Linked DNA regions of Mus musculus: region 2 is linked to region 1. A link is a contact called in public Hi-C data. All regions are on one chromosome and are shown on one strand. The core of a region is the stretch at or near the end of the contact, and the rest is flanking DNA. Distances in the headings are between cores, read along the strand shown. Region 1 has its middle 33 kb from the start of Mylk. Region 2 holds the start of E130310I04Rik (RIKEN cDNA E130310I04 gene).

What was found. A called contact is a pair of places that touch in the nucleus more often than the background predicts.
Region 2: a contact with region 1 is called in a Hi-C map of uterus. The contact joins the promoter of E130310I04Rik here to the enhancer-like site in region 1. A contact is called at or near these places in 16 of 39 promoter capture datasets (the 3T3-L1 cell line, 3T3-L1-derived adipocytes, cranial neural crest and 8 more), 21 of 484 Hi-C or Micro-C datasets (embryonic fibroblasts, embryonic stem cells, liver and 5 more) and 4 of 9 other capture datasets (adipose tissue, embryonic stem cells, liver and 1 more).

What each region holds. Positions count from the first base shown.
Region 1 is chr16:34,750,904-34,753,603 of GRCm38.p6, reverse strand. It overlaps a transcript of Mylk not described here. Among named protein-coding and RNA genes, the nearest start is that of Mylk, 33 kb to the left of the region's middle. Within about 2 kb of position 1,388, at least 17 of the 459 cell types and tissues checked have an H3K27ac peak or open chromatin away from gene starts, as enhancers often do. A contact at or near this core is called in nephron progenitors and uterus, where this site is marked.
Region 2 is chr16:34,957,576-34,960,275 of GRCm38.p6, reverse strand. E130310I04Rik (RIKEN cDNA E130310I04 gene) reads left to right here and starts at 1,282. Exons shown (of 4, transcript NR_045723.1): 1 at 1,282-1,509. All of the region lies in intron 21 of Mylk (myosin, light polypeptide kinase), which reads right to left.

The sequences.
Region 1 (2,700 bases), core at 139-2,638:
TCAAAACTTAAAACATACGATGCATAAGTTTAGAATCTAACCAAGTACACTGAACATTTATATGATAAAAAGTAAAGAACACTGAGGAAGAAATCATACGATACACAATTCATTAGAGAGAGATGGCTAATGGGTATGCTGCACACACCTATTCCACCCCCCATCCCACCCCCCCACATATATATACATATATACATATATACATATATACACATATACATATATACATACACACACACACACACACACACACACACACACACACACCACTAAGATGTAAGTTCTCCTGAATGTGAAACTACTACTGATTAGCACACTTGCAAAGTGGGTGAGCTGCTGCACACTGGAAACTTGATCTGCACAGTGAACTGCAGGCTAGCCTGGGTTGTGCAATAAAGACCTGTGGTCTACTTTTCTGTTGCTGTGATAAACACCCTGACAAAAGAAGCTTAAAAGAGGAAGGGGGTTTTCAGCTCACCACGGCAGGTTACAGCCCATCTCTGAGAAGCGGCAGGGAACTGAAGCAGGGAACTGAAGCAACTGGTCCTATCACAACCACAGTCAACGGCAGGGAGTAATGCATGAACAAATGCATGCCAGTACCTAGCTTGTTGTCTCCATTTCATACAGTTCAGGATCTGCTACCAAAGGAATGATCCTAACCATAGTAAGAAGACAGAGCTTCCATATCAGTGAGCATAATCAGGACAATCTCAAGACAAAGGAGATAGCCCATTGGTTAAGAGTGGTTGCTTCTCTGGCAGAGGACCAAGTTTAGTTCCCTGAATTCACATTGGGCAGCTCACAAACATATGTAACTCCAGAGCTCCGGGGGAATCAACTGCCTTCTTCTGGCTTCCACGGGTATCCATATACAATACACACACACGCGCGCGCGCGCACACACACACGCACACGCACACGCACACGCACACACACACAGAGAGAGAGAGAGAGAGAGAGAGAGAGAGAGGTAGAGACAGAGAGAGACTCTCGTTCTTAGAGGCTAACCTTAATCTAGACAATGCCCAGAGGCCTGCCTCTAGGTGTAGTTACAAGAGTATGAACAGATCCTGTCTCAGAAAGATAAAGCAAATAAACAAACAAACAAACAAACAAACAAAATCAACCCATCAGTCAGACAAACAGCAACAACAAAACTTACAGCAGGATTTTAATGTAGACATCCACATGGAAGTCCTAAAATTTATCCGAACAGCAAAAGCTCTAGAATGGCTGAACAACTTTGAGAAGGGAGTAAGTTGATTCAACTTCTCGATTTTAAAGGATCTAATAAAGATACAAAGGCCTCGATACTGTATCACTGCTAAGATAAACACATAAAGCAGTGGGAAATACTCAGCTGACATCCCCCACACACATGCTCCATTAATTTTCAACAAAGGGACAACAGGGAGGGCTAGTTTTTCACTACAGTAGACAACTAGACATTCCTGTTGAGAAAAGAATCTCTATGTCTTGAGACAAGTATAACAGCTGACTCAAAAACCAAACCACATCAAACTTAAATGTAAAACCTGGACCTTGTTAGGGGATAGTCTGCTCCCTGTGTATTCAGATGCTGATTTTAGTTCCGGGAGATCTGGGTGCAGTCTGGATTTTGTTATCATTACTATGAAGCATTTTTTGACTCATTATTTTTTTTTTCTTATTGGTCAATAAAGAGCAGATTCAGCCATTAGCTGGGCAGGAGAGGAGGAGGTAGCACTTCTGCATCCAGAAAGAGAAAGAGAGAGGCTCAGGTGAGAGAGAAGAAAAAGAAATGTAGGGAAATTACAGCATCTTTCAGTGTCTCAGAGAGTGGTTCTATTCATTTCAAAGAAGGAAAGGTGTCAAAAATCTGAGGCTTAAACACTGCTGGGCAAAGAAAGCAAAAACAATAGTTTTATCTCACTTGAGACATAGATGCAAAGACCCAAAATAAAATACCACACAGTCAGAGACAACATGCCCTAAAAACAAACAAAAACAGCAACAAATCTAAATCTTAACCCAGTGTCTGTCTTGAAACAAGGATTGACCACCATTCAGAACTCATGAACACTGATTGTAAAAACCAGCAGCGTTACATCCCAAAATCATGTGAAACTAACATAGTTCGGAAGGATCTTTCATTTTAGTTGTACCAATGATGAAGAAACGAGTATGCAGCTCTATGAACAAAATGCTTGGCCACTGTCAAATGTGTGCATCAGAGGAGATGCTTGTTTCCTGAGAAACTAACTACGCAAGGCACAGCTTCTATCCCTACCCCATTCCCTCCCTCCCTCCTTCCTTCCCTCCTCCCTTCCCTCCCTCCCTTCTTTCTTTTTACCTAACCAGAGTTGGTTTGTCAATTCTGAAGATTTATTGCTAATTCACAAAACAAAGAAACAACGACATCATGAAAAAAAAATCCACTCAGGATTGAGCCTCATCTTTGGCTGCTCTCAGAATCATCCAGGGAGCTTTGTGCAGAAAAAAAAAAAACAAAAGCAGAAATCAAAACAAGGCAAACATCAGAGAGTCCCTGGACCCACTGAGCCAGCTGGACTAGAAGGGAAACATTATTTTACAGCTCTGGAACCCTGCTGTAAGGAATAAACACCACTACACCCTTCCCCAGCAGATTTTCCAAAGTTGTTATAAATTTTCACCATAAAAAAAAATCAAATAAAATGTTAAAGCATTCCATAATCC
Region 2 (2,700 bases), core at 33-2,532, 210 kb before region 1:
GGCCAAGCACTGATCCTGAATCCAACAGCTACTGGCCTAAACTACGGCACACGCTTGGAAAGAGGCTCTAAGAGGCTGAGGCTGAGGCTGAATTCACGGTGCTGGTTAGTTTTAACTGTCAGTCTGATACAACCGTGAATCAACTGGGAAGAAAGCCTTAACAAGGAATTACACAGATCAGGTTGGCCTGTGGGTGTATCTATGGGGAATGTCTTGACTGTTATCTGAGGCAGGAAGACTCAGGCCATTGTGGCTGTAGATTCCCTAGGCAGGGCAAACCGGATAGTATGAGGGGAGTAAGCTAACTGAGAGCAAGAGAGCACACCGCGATGCATTTGGTCTCTCGGCTCTTGGCCATGAATGTGAAATGACTAGCGACCTGAGTTCTAGCCTAGCCTAGCCCTGAGATGGTGGACTGTAAGCCAGAATTGTGAGCCAATCCACTCTTTTCTCCCTATGTTGCTTTTAGTCAGGGTGCATTATCAGAGCAAGCCGGAACACTCACTAGTCATGGACAAAGCCACAGGAGAGTCCCACAACCCTGTGCATCCAGACAGGGTTCCGTCCTTTCTATGCTGTCAGGCAGAATGAGACCAAGCTAGTGTCATGCTTACACTGGTAAGCCGGGAATCTCTAAGGCGTATCTCCAGCCCTTCCAAATCACATCAGCTTTAAACTCAGAATGTAGTTGGTGTAGGTTGGGTTCTTGATACTTTGTTTTTCTCCCTTAGAGTTAGGAGGAGGCCTGTTATTCTTGTGTTGGGTGAGTGACATTAAAGAATCCATCTGGATCCCCTGCTCCTCCCTCATCCTCTCCCAGGTCACACAGAACAGCCCAGAAGGCGCAGGCGCAGGCCCAGGCCAGGCTGCAAACCTCATTCTTATGCTGCTTCTTAAAATACAATAATTAGCCTCGGAAATAGCTAAGTATCCCTCACTTAAACCAACTTGGGGGGGGGGAAGGGCTAGCTTTTGTTGATTTGAAAATGAGACTCTTGAGTGATCTGAAAAGAAGGCAGCTCTTCAGAGAATATGCCACAAGAGACTTCTGCAGCTAAGGAGCACAAGTCACTTTTAAGTGGCCTTATTTAGTCGGCCCATCAAGTGGATGCGTTTCAAGTGCTTGAAAACTGTCCAGAATAGGTGGAACAATATCTACTTTATCTCATTTGTGTTTATATCTACTTAATAAACCCCAATCAGATAATATGCAGATGTCCCTGGAGACACACAGGTAAATCAGGTTAATCCTGGTTTACTTTGGCCTAAGTCTAAATTCATGGGCTTTGAATGGATGTAGCTGTGCTGTGGCCATCAATACGAGTCCTCATTTTATTGAGCGATTCTATTCTTAGCTCTGGGGTGGGGGAGGCAGACAGAGAGCCTGCTCCCCATTCCATTCCCCTCCTAGGACGGCATTTAACATGTTGCTCCTGCCAGCTGGCAGGCAGCCACACCGATGGCCCTGTCAGCACCGGCAGTGGAGAATGAGAAACTCAACCATAAAAGGTCAGAACTGCAGCTCCCGCAGTGGGGCTGGGGGAAGGGGAGTGTGGCACGGCCCGGGGTGGCCCCGATTGGGGTAGGGGGCACTGGTTTCAGAAAGGCAGTTTAAAGTTGTTGACCCCACACAGGGGCAGATAGATGGGAAGGCTGAGGAAGAGGTTTCTCTGTCTTAGAGAGATTCTTCACTCTTTAGCCATCCACAGGCCATGGGCACATCTGGAGGGCAGGCTTTTGAGAGTCTGAAATGAGTTCTTCCCTTAGTTTCCCTTCTGCATGGCTGGAGACATACCTATCCACTTTGGGCCTAAGGTGAGGATAGGAGATAAAGATGGAGAAGGAAGACTGGGACCAAAGTTAGGGACCACAGAGTGACAGCACTAAGAGAGCCTCTGAGTCCTCTCCAACTGCCAACTTCATGCTTGGGACATTCCTCAGATCCCCGCTGTGGCTCATGAATCCTTTCTAACACTCTTTTGTTCTGTAGGTGTGAGCCCTGCTGTGAAGTTGGGGACTAGTCTTCACACTGAACCCAAAGGAGCCCCTTTGTCTAATTGAAACCCTGTAAGCTTGAAAGCCAAGATTGACTGGAAAACCTACTCAAATCTAATGTGTATGCAATTAAATACCAGGCCAAAGTCTTTCAGGAGCCCCATATATGGAGGCCCACACAGGCATACAACACAGTCTACTGTCCCCCTAGCTGCACCTTCTTGTGTCCCTCTACTGTACTATATGCATCTGCCACAAGGGGAACCATGACCGAGGGAAAACAGTGAGCATCACCCATGGGAGGAAGCCACATAGAAAGCGATTTAGATGTGTCAGAAGACAGATCGGAACGTAAAAACAGTTACTAGGAAAGAAGGCAACACCAAATCTTGAGACTCGGTCTAAATAGGGGTTCAGCTTACTGGGAACTCAGAGATATAGAAAGGGGAAGAACTTAGGGTTAGCAATCACAGTGACCTTAGAGAAACAGTCTCTCTAGACCAAGCAACATGGGATTAAGGGGCAGGTAGCTGCAGAGGGCCAGAGGCCAAGGGGTGAGGCTGCTCTGCCACCGGGTTAGCCCAGGGGCTGGGGCACAGAAAGCAGAGCACTGCAGGAAGGCCAATCGATGCAGGGGGTGGGGGTGGGGTAATGCCTGTGCTGTTGGAACAAGCGGGGGATGAAAAGCTGAGTGAGCTGAGGATG